2 separate regions of the Ovis aries genome follow, and region 2 is linked to region 1. Evidence: chromatin contacts called from public Hi-C data. All regions are on one chromosome and are shown on one strand. Each heading gives the region's core, a stretch centred on a gene start, on an enhancer-like site or on the middle of the called end of the contact. The rest is flanking DNA. Distances are from core to core; before and after follow the strand shown. Region 1 has its middle 170 kb from the start of CRP. Region 2 has its middle 5.6 kb from the start of DUSP23.

What was found. A called contact is a pair of places that touch in the nucleus more often than the background predicts.
Region 2: a Hi-C map of liver shows a contact between it and region 1, with 4 times the contacts expected there. The contact joins two enhancer-like sites. A contact is called at or near these places in 2 of 16 Hi-C or Micro-C datasets (liver and mixed tissues).

The regions. Positions count from the first base shown.
Region 1 is chr1:110,547,957-110,552,656 of ARS-UI_Ramb_v3.0, forward strand. No RefSeq gene overlaps it. Among named protein-coding and RNA genes, the nearest start is that of CRP, 170 kb to the right of the region's middle. Within about 2 kb of position 2,350, at least 3 of the 54 cell types and tissues checked have an H3K27ac peak or open chromatin away from gene starts, as enhancers often do. A contact at or near this core is called in liver, where this site is marked.
Region 2 is chr1:110,786,805-110,791,504 of ARS-UI_Ramb_v3.0, forward strand. No RefSeq gene overlaps it. Among named protein-coding and RNA genes, the nearest start is that of DUSP23, 5.6 kb to the right of the region's middle. Within about 2 kb of position 2,632, at least 2 of the 54 cell types and tissues checked have an H3K27ac peak or open chromatin away from gene starts, as enhancers often do. A contact at or near this core is called in liver, where this site is marked.

The DNA of each region.
Region 1 (4,700 bases), core at 1,100-3,599:
ACTAAAATACTTAAAATATGTGCAAACAACTATGTCAGCAGACAGAAAGGAGCAACTAGTGCTGCCTGCGTTGGGCAGGAGTGGAAGAGAGAAGAGCTGTTAGTGATGCTGATCATGATCAGTCCTGAATATTCATTGGAAGGACTGATGCTGAAGCTGAAGCTCCAATACTTGGGCCACCTGATGCGAAGAACTGACTCATTGGAAAAGACTCTGATGCTGGGAAAGATTGAAGGCAGAAGGATAAGGGGACAACAGAGGATGAGATGGTTGGATGGCATCACCAACTCGAAGGACATGAGTTTGAGCAAACTCCAGGAGTTGGTGATGGACAGGGAGGCCTAACGTGCTGTAGTCCGTGGGGTCACACACAGTCAGACATGACTGAGTGACTGAACTAACTGCTGATGATGAAGGCAGCTCTGATCAATATATTTTCTATTATGCACTCTTGTCACTCCTCTCTAGCCACACAGGACTTCCTGTCATTTCTCAAACATTCTGGGATTTCCCTGACTTAAGCTTTTGAATTGTTTTGTGATGATTTGGATCAAGGTGTATTTATAGATGTGTGTGTGTGTGTGTGTGTGTGTGTGCGCGCGTGTGTGTGTGTATGAATGCATGCATATAGCATCACAAAATATACTACTTACTATAGGTCTGAGTCAAAATAGCTTTACAAAACCCTAATCTAGAGCAATCAATATTTATCTTTGGCAGATCAGAGACTTCTCTGAAAATCTGATGAAAAATGCACATGTGCCCATGCTCACAATACTTTGCACACATTTTCAGAGAGTTCACAAATGCCTTTAAACCTATTCAAGAACCCCTTAAGGATCTGTGGTCTTCAGCTTCAGAACTGCCCTTTATGGTACATCGGGTGCTGATCCTAAGACACTGGCATCACCTGTTAATCCTCCCAGTCTCCTGTGTGAAACAAACGAGAAATTCCAGGAGAAGGGAACCACCAATGCCTGAGACACTTGACCTTAAGCAGTCTGTTGAAGAAAGGAAAATCACACATGGCCAAAATGTACCTCAATCCTAATTTTGAGGTTAAAAATATGACAAGAGTTCTCAAAATGAAATATGGAAAGACTGACCTTGGAGTTGAAATAGCAATGTGTCATTTATATCCAAAATATAGGAATGTGTAAAAATAGATGTCACTATACTAGCTTTTTCCAACAAATTTTCTAGTTCTAACAGTAGAAGTATATAAAATTTCTTAATTAAACACATAACCACCCATCTAAGAAAAAAACTGTAATATATGAACAAAGAAGAGATCTTCAGAGCAAGAACTCTACTGGGAAAAAACATGGGACAGAAATAAACTTATAGCCCACACTTACCTAGCAGAAGGGAAAATGGGCATTGATATAAGTTTAATTTATTGGAAAATGCTAGCAAAGAGCAATCAAAGTCACTTGCCCAGAATTAACCACATCTACTCCAAATAGCTACCACATAGCCACTATGGAATTAACAATTCTCAAAGGCTTTAGAGGAACAAGAAGATAAACTTTTTAAAAAGTGTTCTGAATGAAGACATCATTGCTTGAGAAGAGACACCCCCCTGTTCTCTCTGTGCCATTTCCAAGGCTATAATAATACTGTCACTTTAAAGGGACTTTTCCTCCTATAAAACTAGAGGATACTCCACCTAAATACACACTTTAAGTGGGGATGGATTCATGGAAAGGTCTCTCTCGTTGCAACTGTTTTTCAATCAGCAAATGGTTAAGGAGGTGAGTGAGTGAGTGAAAGTCGCTCAGTCATATCCAACACTTTGCGACCCCATGGACTGTAGCCCACCAGGCTCTCCTCTGTCCATGGGATTCTCCAGGCAAGAATAATGGAGTGGGTTGCCATTCCTTTCTCCAGGGGATCTTCCCAAACCAGGGATGGTGAAGGAAAGTCTTTTTGAAATAGCTATTAAGGATCATATAACTGAGATCATGGGAGTGGGGAAGGTCTCAGGTGGTCCATGCGATTCTTTAACTGAAGTCACTGCTGTCACTGTCACTACGTCTGTGCACGGACAAAAGTCAAGCAGCAAGTGGTCAAGTGAAGTGGAAGCCAGGAGGATTTTCAATTAACATGCTCTTCCATAAAAAGAAGTCATCAAAGTTCTCCTGGAGTATTACCGTCTCTGTAGTCATGTGCACCCCGATCAGAAAGCCTGGCTCCTGCCTTCTTTATAGAGAATAAGTAGAAAAGCAGGCTAAGTCTGTGAACCAGCTCACAACACAGCTTTCTGTTTGGTCTACTCGTGAGCTGTGAAATGTCTGTAAGCAGGAAAAAACACTGGCCAGGACTAAAGGTCACCTGATGAAATGAGTCAACCTGTTAAGTAATGCTTGTGTCCACGACTCTGCATGTGGTATCCTTGGCCTCTGTGTACCCAGCACTGTAAACAGCAAGGTCCAACAGCATATGACAATGGCGTAGATCTCTGAGAGGGTCTATGTCCTACTGAATTGACCAGTTCGGGCTTGAGTTAACTGACAGAGGCAAGTGATGAGGGCGTTGATGCAAGCCCAGGAACGCCTGAATGTATTTGTGGGAAATAAATGGTTTATGTCATGGGTAGGAGTGGCAATAAAGGAAAGTTTAATATACTTTAGCATCACAGAAGTATAAACGGAGAAGAGATGATATCTAGATAACTACTACACCTGGGCCAATACTAAATAAAACACACACCAATGGGGCACACACCCTCTTGTTCACAAACTCTACATCTCAGGGATTTTCACATGACACAACAGCTGGTGGTGGTGAAGAAGACAAAAAAAAAAAAAAAAACAGAAAGAAGGACATAGACAATGTGGTTAGAGCCAGGACAGGGCTGCTCCCTGGTGAAGTGAAGATAATGCACAGCAAGGCTCACAAAGCTGGAGAGGCCCAGCCAGGTGAGCTCTGCCGGCTTCTGTGAGGCTCTTTCTCTGTATTCTGCAGTTTTACGGATGTGAATTAAATGGCTGAACAAGGGAAAATTCTCTTGTCCTGACATGGACTCTAGGTCCTAGGCAGAAACATGGCATAGGGCAGAACAAGAGGACAAGAGCGGAACAAGACAGCTTGGGCTAAGACCTCTGCCAGCGCCCCAGCTGAGACATCTCCCTCTGTTTTCTCAATGTGTGTGTTCTCTGTAAAACTATAGACTCAGAAGTATATTCCTATATAGAGGGAGTCTTCACTTCAACAGACTTAAGACTCAGTTACACTGAGTTCCTGCCATTATTTTTTTCTTCTTTTCATAGCACCTCCCCAAGATGCTATACTCACAAAGGGTTGATGAACAAACAGCAAGGAGATGCTTATGGCCAATGGGTTATAAGGAATAGAAAGAAAATAATTCTAATGGATCAAAAAATCCACTTCATCAATCAAGGTGTATTTTTATAAATATGAGAATGGAGATGAGTGATTCTAAATAAATGAGTGATAATTCAGGGATGTAAAGGACAAAGGCCGAGAAATGAATACTGTGACATTCTGGAGGGGCATGACAGTTGAATTCTGAATTCAGACGTGAGATTTCATTGAGGGAGGCTGATCTAGACAGAGGGCTGAACCCAAAAGTTGATAGGAGATGACAAATTTATCAGGCAGCTTCTTTTACCAACAAACCCTGAAACTACAAACAGAGAACTGAGATCAAGGGTAGACTCCTGTATCAGCAAGACCTGGAAAGGAAGAGGTGGGTTTGTGATGCTGCCAGAATTGGGAAGGGGAGGCAGGAGTCAGCCAACAGCTGCCTGGAGCCTGGCATTTAGAGTCTGAAATAGCTTCTTTAGTGGAAAGGTCAGTCATAATCTCAGGTGAACACTGATTTTTCTCTGTCATTGGATGAAATGTTATGGGGTGAGAAGCAGAAACACAATAGCCTCTCTGTCAAAAACAGACAATCTATAATCTGCATGGAAAACACACAATGGATCCCAAGTCCCCTATAGAAATCTTGCTTCTTTCCTTTTGTTCCTTGTCAGAATTACTGCACAGGTTCCTAAGGAAAGGAAGACCTCCCTTTTCCTCCCTCCATCATTGCCTGCAACCTGGCTTCTGCCACATTCACTTTAAGGAAATTGCTCTTTCAAAGGTCACCGATGATGTTTTTATTGCTAAATCCAGCATCCTCTCTACTAAGATCTGATACATTTAATACCAGTGGACACTGCCTCCTAGAAACTTGCACTAACTTGGTTTCCATGACACTATACACTCCATCCTTCTCTCTGTCAAACAGTGTTTTTTTGTCTCTCTCTCTGACTCTTCTCTTGCTTCCAACTCCATAAAAGCAAATGCCCCCCTACATCAATGCGTGGTTCCCTGACCTTTGCTCTCCTCTCCCTTCCACTGAAAGAGATCACCTATTTTCGTTTCATCATCACTTATATGTTGATTCCTCTGAAGCTTGTATTTCTAATCCCAAGTGGCACTCACATATGTCAAATTCTCCACTGGCCTGTTCTATATGTAGATCATACTATCATTTCAAATTTAGCATTTTAGGAATCAAATAATCATTTACCCTGAGCCTCTTCCAAATGAACATCCTCTCAATTGTTCTATCTGCATTAAAAGGACCATGTTTTTCCAAATTATATGCAATCAAAAATGTAGAGTAAAACCTAATTCAGTTCCATATTCTATTTATCTTTTTTTTTAATCTCAGGTTTGCCCTTTTA
Region 2 (4,700 bases), core at 1,382-3,881, 240 kb after region 1:
CAGTTCTGAGATCAGAAGTCCAACTACAGGTTAGCCGGATCCTCCGCTCAGGGTCTCATCAGGCTGAAATGAAGAAGACAGCCAGGCTGTACCTCACAATAGAGGCCCAGGTCCTCTAAGCTCAACCGTTTGGCAGAATTCACTTCCTTGAAGTTGTAGGATGGAAGCCTCTGCTTTCTTAGTAGCTGTCAACTGGGAATCAGCTCCCAGAGCCACCTTGCTAAGTGGCCTCCTTTTGCCATGCTTTGTGACATAATCATGGGAATGCTATCCCCTCATCGAAGTGTATAGGTCATTTGGGGCCATCTTAGAATTCCACTAACCACAGCATTCTATGACCACACTTCACATTAGAAACATTAGAGATATTCCCATCGGTCTCTAAATCATGTTATGATGGCGGTGATGGCAGCAGCAACTTCCATTTGTGAACACCAATTGCGTGCCAGCATTTTGCCAGGTTATAACATGTTTCTACCTTATTTGAACCTATCAATAATCCTTAATAATCTATATCATTACAGACATCTGAAATGGAGACTTAGAAATGTAAAGTAATTTGGACCAGGTCACATAGTTTACTGACCCAGTGATGTTTGATAGCATGAGGATTTCATATGTATTTATTTAGATTCACCCATGTGTGTGTGCGTGTTAGCCTGTCAGTCATGTGACTCTTTGCGACCCCGTGGACTGTAGCTCACCAAGCTTCTCTGCCCATGGGATTTTCCAGGCAAGGATACTGGAGTGGGTTGCCATTTCCTTCTCCAGGGGATCTTCCTGACCCAGGGAACAAACACAGGTTTCCCGCATTCCAGGCAGATTCTTTGCTGTCTGAGCCACCAGGGAAGCCCACATACATATAATATATAATATACATATATAACTTAAAATATATATATGAAATATATATATCTGCATCATTTGCTGTACACCTGAAACATTATAAATCAACTGTATTTCAATGTTTTTAAGAAAAAAGATAATGATTCCATCACTGCTGAAAAGTTTTCTCATTCCCTTTCCAGCTTATTGTCCTTCCCACACAGAGGCAACCATTCTTCTGATTTCTATCACCACAGATTCATTTTGCCAGGCCTTGAACTTCACACCCAGAAGATCATACTTACGTTCTTGTTGTGTCTGACTCCTTTTGCTCAGCTTAATGTTTTTGAGATTCACGCGGTGTACTTTTATCGTGTTACTTGTTACGTTTATCAGTAGTTATTTCCTTTTACTGCTAAATAATATTCTATTTTATGGATATATATCACAGTTTGTTTATGGATGCTTTCCTGTTGGTGAATCTTGGTTTTCCTGACATTTTTTGGTTATTATGAATAAAGCTTCTAAGAATATTCTTCTACAAGTGTTTTAGTGGACAAATGATTTTGTTCTCTTGAGTAATTCTTAGGAACAGAATTACTGGATCATAGGGAGGTGTATATTTAACTTTATAAGCATCTGTCGAAAAGTTTTCCAAAAGAGTTGTACACTTTTACACTCCTATCACCAATGTATGAGAGCTCCAACAGTCCCTTATCTTTGCCATAATATTTGGCATTATCAGTCATTTTAATTTTAGCCACGCTGAAACTCCAATACTTTGGCCACCTGATGTGAAGAGCTGACTCATTGGAAAAGACCCTGATGTTGGGAAAGATTGAGGGCAGGAGAAGGGGACGACAGAGGATGAGATGGTTGGATGGCATCACCGACTCAATGGACATGGGTTTGGGTGGACTCCAGGAGTTGGTGATGGGCAGGGAGGCCTGGCGTGTGCGGTTCATGGGGTTGCAAAGAGTCGAATACGCCTGAGCAACTGAACTGAACTGAACTGAGTGGGTATACTCCTGTGGTTATAATTTGCACTTCTCTGACAACTACTGACATAGGGACCCTTTTCAGGTTAGTACTGGCCTATATAGTCTTTTAAGAAGCATCCAAGTCCCTTGCCCAGTTTTTATTGGGTTAGTTTCTACTTCTTAGTTATAGGGGATTGAGTACTAGTATAGACCAGCTGAGTGACTCAGTGAGCTGTTTCCTCACCTAAAAATAGTGAGGTTAAACCAGAAGATCTCTAAGATTCTTTCTGATTTTTACACTTATGCTATAAAAGTGCAATGCCAAGGTTTTCAGTAATTTCTTCCCTCTGGATCCAAGGGAAAGCAGTTTATAGAGCATTAATCCTAGAAGTAAGATAGTTTACCAAAACTATTCTCATCTCAAAGGTGTCTCTTACTGAGTGCTCCCTCTTCTCTGATTCTGCTCTCACTTGACTGTACTCAACAGCTTTGCAAAAACTAAAGCCCAGTCCCCAATTCCCTCTCTATCTCTAACCCCGCCTAATCATAGCTTCCAGGATAAGACCTCCCCCTAATATCCCAACATGGTCTCAAGTGTACTCCTAGAATGGTCTAAAGGAAAAACAGAATTTTAAGTGCCATGAAGGTGATAGAATTGTCAGAAAGCATATGAAATCAACTAGTAAGTTGTGCGCTATCTGTCACGGTATGTTCTGTAACAGTATACAAATCAAAATACAAAAAAAGACAGAGGGAGGAGTGAGAGAGAAAGAGAGAGAGAGAGAAACAGGGAAAAGCTGTCAGTGCCATCTTGTGGAAAGACCTATATTAAAATGTCCAAGGTAATCTGGCCACACCCCAGATTACATCAGAGCCTGTACACTCAATACCAATGTGCACCCAATAGACAGCAGGATAGCATCACCATTCATTTATAGGCAATGGTGATGGTTGATGGAGAGTCCATCCCAATTGCTTGCTTCCTGGGCCATGGCCCGTTATTAAATAATTTGTATATCATCCATAACTATATGAACACCACATAAAACCCACATACCTCCAATACCATATTTACAAAACTCACACCCAAACTATTCTATTTGGTTCCTGCATACAGTACAGTTCTCCAAATGTAGAAAATTTGCATGGACCTATCACAACAATCCATCCCCCAAACACACACACACACACACACACTTAGACTGCAGTTGCTTAGAGTATAACTTTTTTTTTTGAAAAATAAACTTGATTTTATTTCACTTCTTAAGTTTATCAGCAATTATTTCTCAGGACTTCCTTCATGATCCAGTGGTTAAAATTCTGTGCTTCTACTGCTGGGAGAGGGGGTGGTGGAGAGGGCATGGGTTAGATCCCTGGTCTGGGAACTAAGATCCCATGTGCTATTATGCATGGTAGAAAAGAAAAATTATTTCTCTTCTTTCCTTTTATTTGAATATTCCCATCTGTACTGGTTTCCTATTGCCACGTAAGAAATTATCCCAAAATTTGATGGTTTAAAATATTAAGTATTTATTATCTCAGAGTTTCTATGCATGAGAATTCAAGGGAGGCTTAGCTGGGTGATTCTGGCCCAGGGATCTGTGAGGCTATTGTCAAGATGTTGGGCAGGTAGTCTAAAGTCTTGATGGAGCCAGAAGATCCACTTCCAAAATAGCCAGACCCCTTCCACGAGGTTGATACGAAGCCTCCCGCATGGATCTCTCATGAGACTCCTCACAACACAGCAGCTGGCTTCTCCCACAAAAGAGCAAGTCAAAAACCATACCATCTTTTATGACTTTACCTAAGAAGTCACATAGATGGGTAAAGTTATAAAGGGCTTCCCTAGTGGCTGTGACAGTGACGATCTGCCTGCAATGCAGGAGACGCAGGTTCCATCCCTGGGTGGGGAAGATACCCTCGAGAAAGGAATGACTACCCACTGTAGTATTCTTGCCTGGAGAATTCCACGGAAAGAAGGGACTGGTGGACTACAGTCCATGGGGTCACAAAGAGTCAGTCATGACTGAGCGATTTTCAGTCACTGCAAACTTCCACTTCCACTTAAGTTTGCCTTCTCTCTTCCATTCAGAAGGGAATGTGGAATTCCATCATTTCCACAAAATCCTGTTGATGACACAAACCAGCCCTAACAATGTGGGAAAGGATTGCACAAGACAGGAGATGGTTCCCTACGTGGGGAGCATCTTTAAGGCTGGCTACCACACCATCCCTTCTTAAACTCAGTTTCCACATCATAGGGTCCCACGTCTGAACTGTGTTAAGACAAAAGGAGATCAGAACATTTAAGACACTGGGAGCTCTGGCTGCAGTCTAAGGGCCACAGGAACACAGATCCAAACAATCCTCTGCCTTGGTAAGACACAGGGACCGACTTGGAGGAAGGAATTCTCTGACTCTGGCTTCAGCTCCAGTTGCCGCTGGTATCAGGCCATCGGGGAACTGAGGCTTCGCCATCAAGGAGGACAAGGTCAAAACATTCTTACCAGCTGGGGAAGTGGGAGGTAGACAGCCCTAAAACCACTATATTGGACTTTCAAAGAATGTTATTTCCAGCATTTCACAACAGACAGTGAACAAAACAGAAGGAAGATCCTGTCCTCCTAAGACTGTGCTGGTGCTTCCAACCCAAGCTTACCTTTCCCCTACAGGCTTCTTTTGTGCTTGTTATTTTTACTGCACAATTAACTTTTCAATATACATGATCTGATTGTCTTTGATGAGTAGTTCAATACTTTATTATATGCTATGAGAACAATTACCAAATCTCCCCCCAGTATGTTGTAAATTCTTGAAGTCAGGGAAATTAAGCTTATTATTCAGCCTACCATCAGTGTCAACAGATAATTCTCCAGGAAAATGTCCCCCTCAACA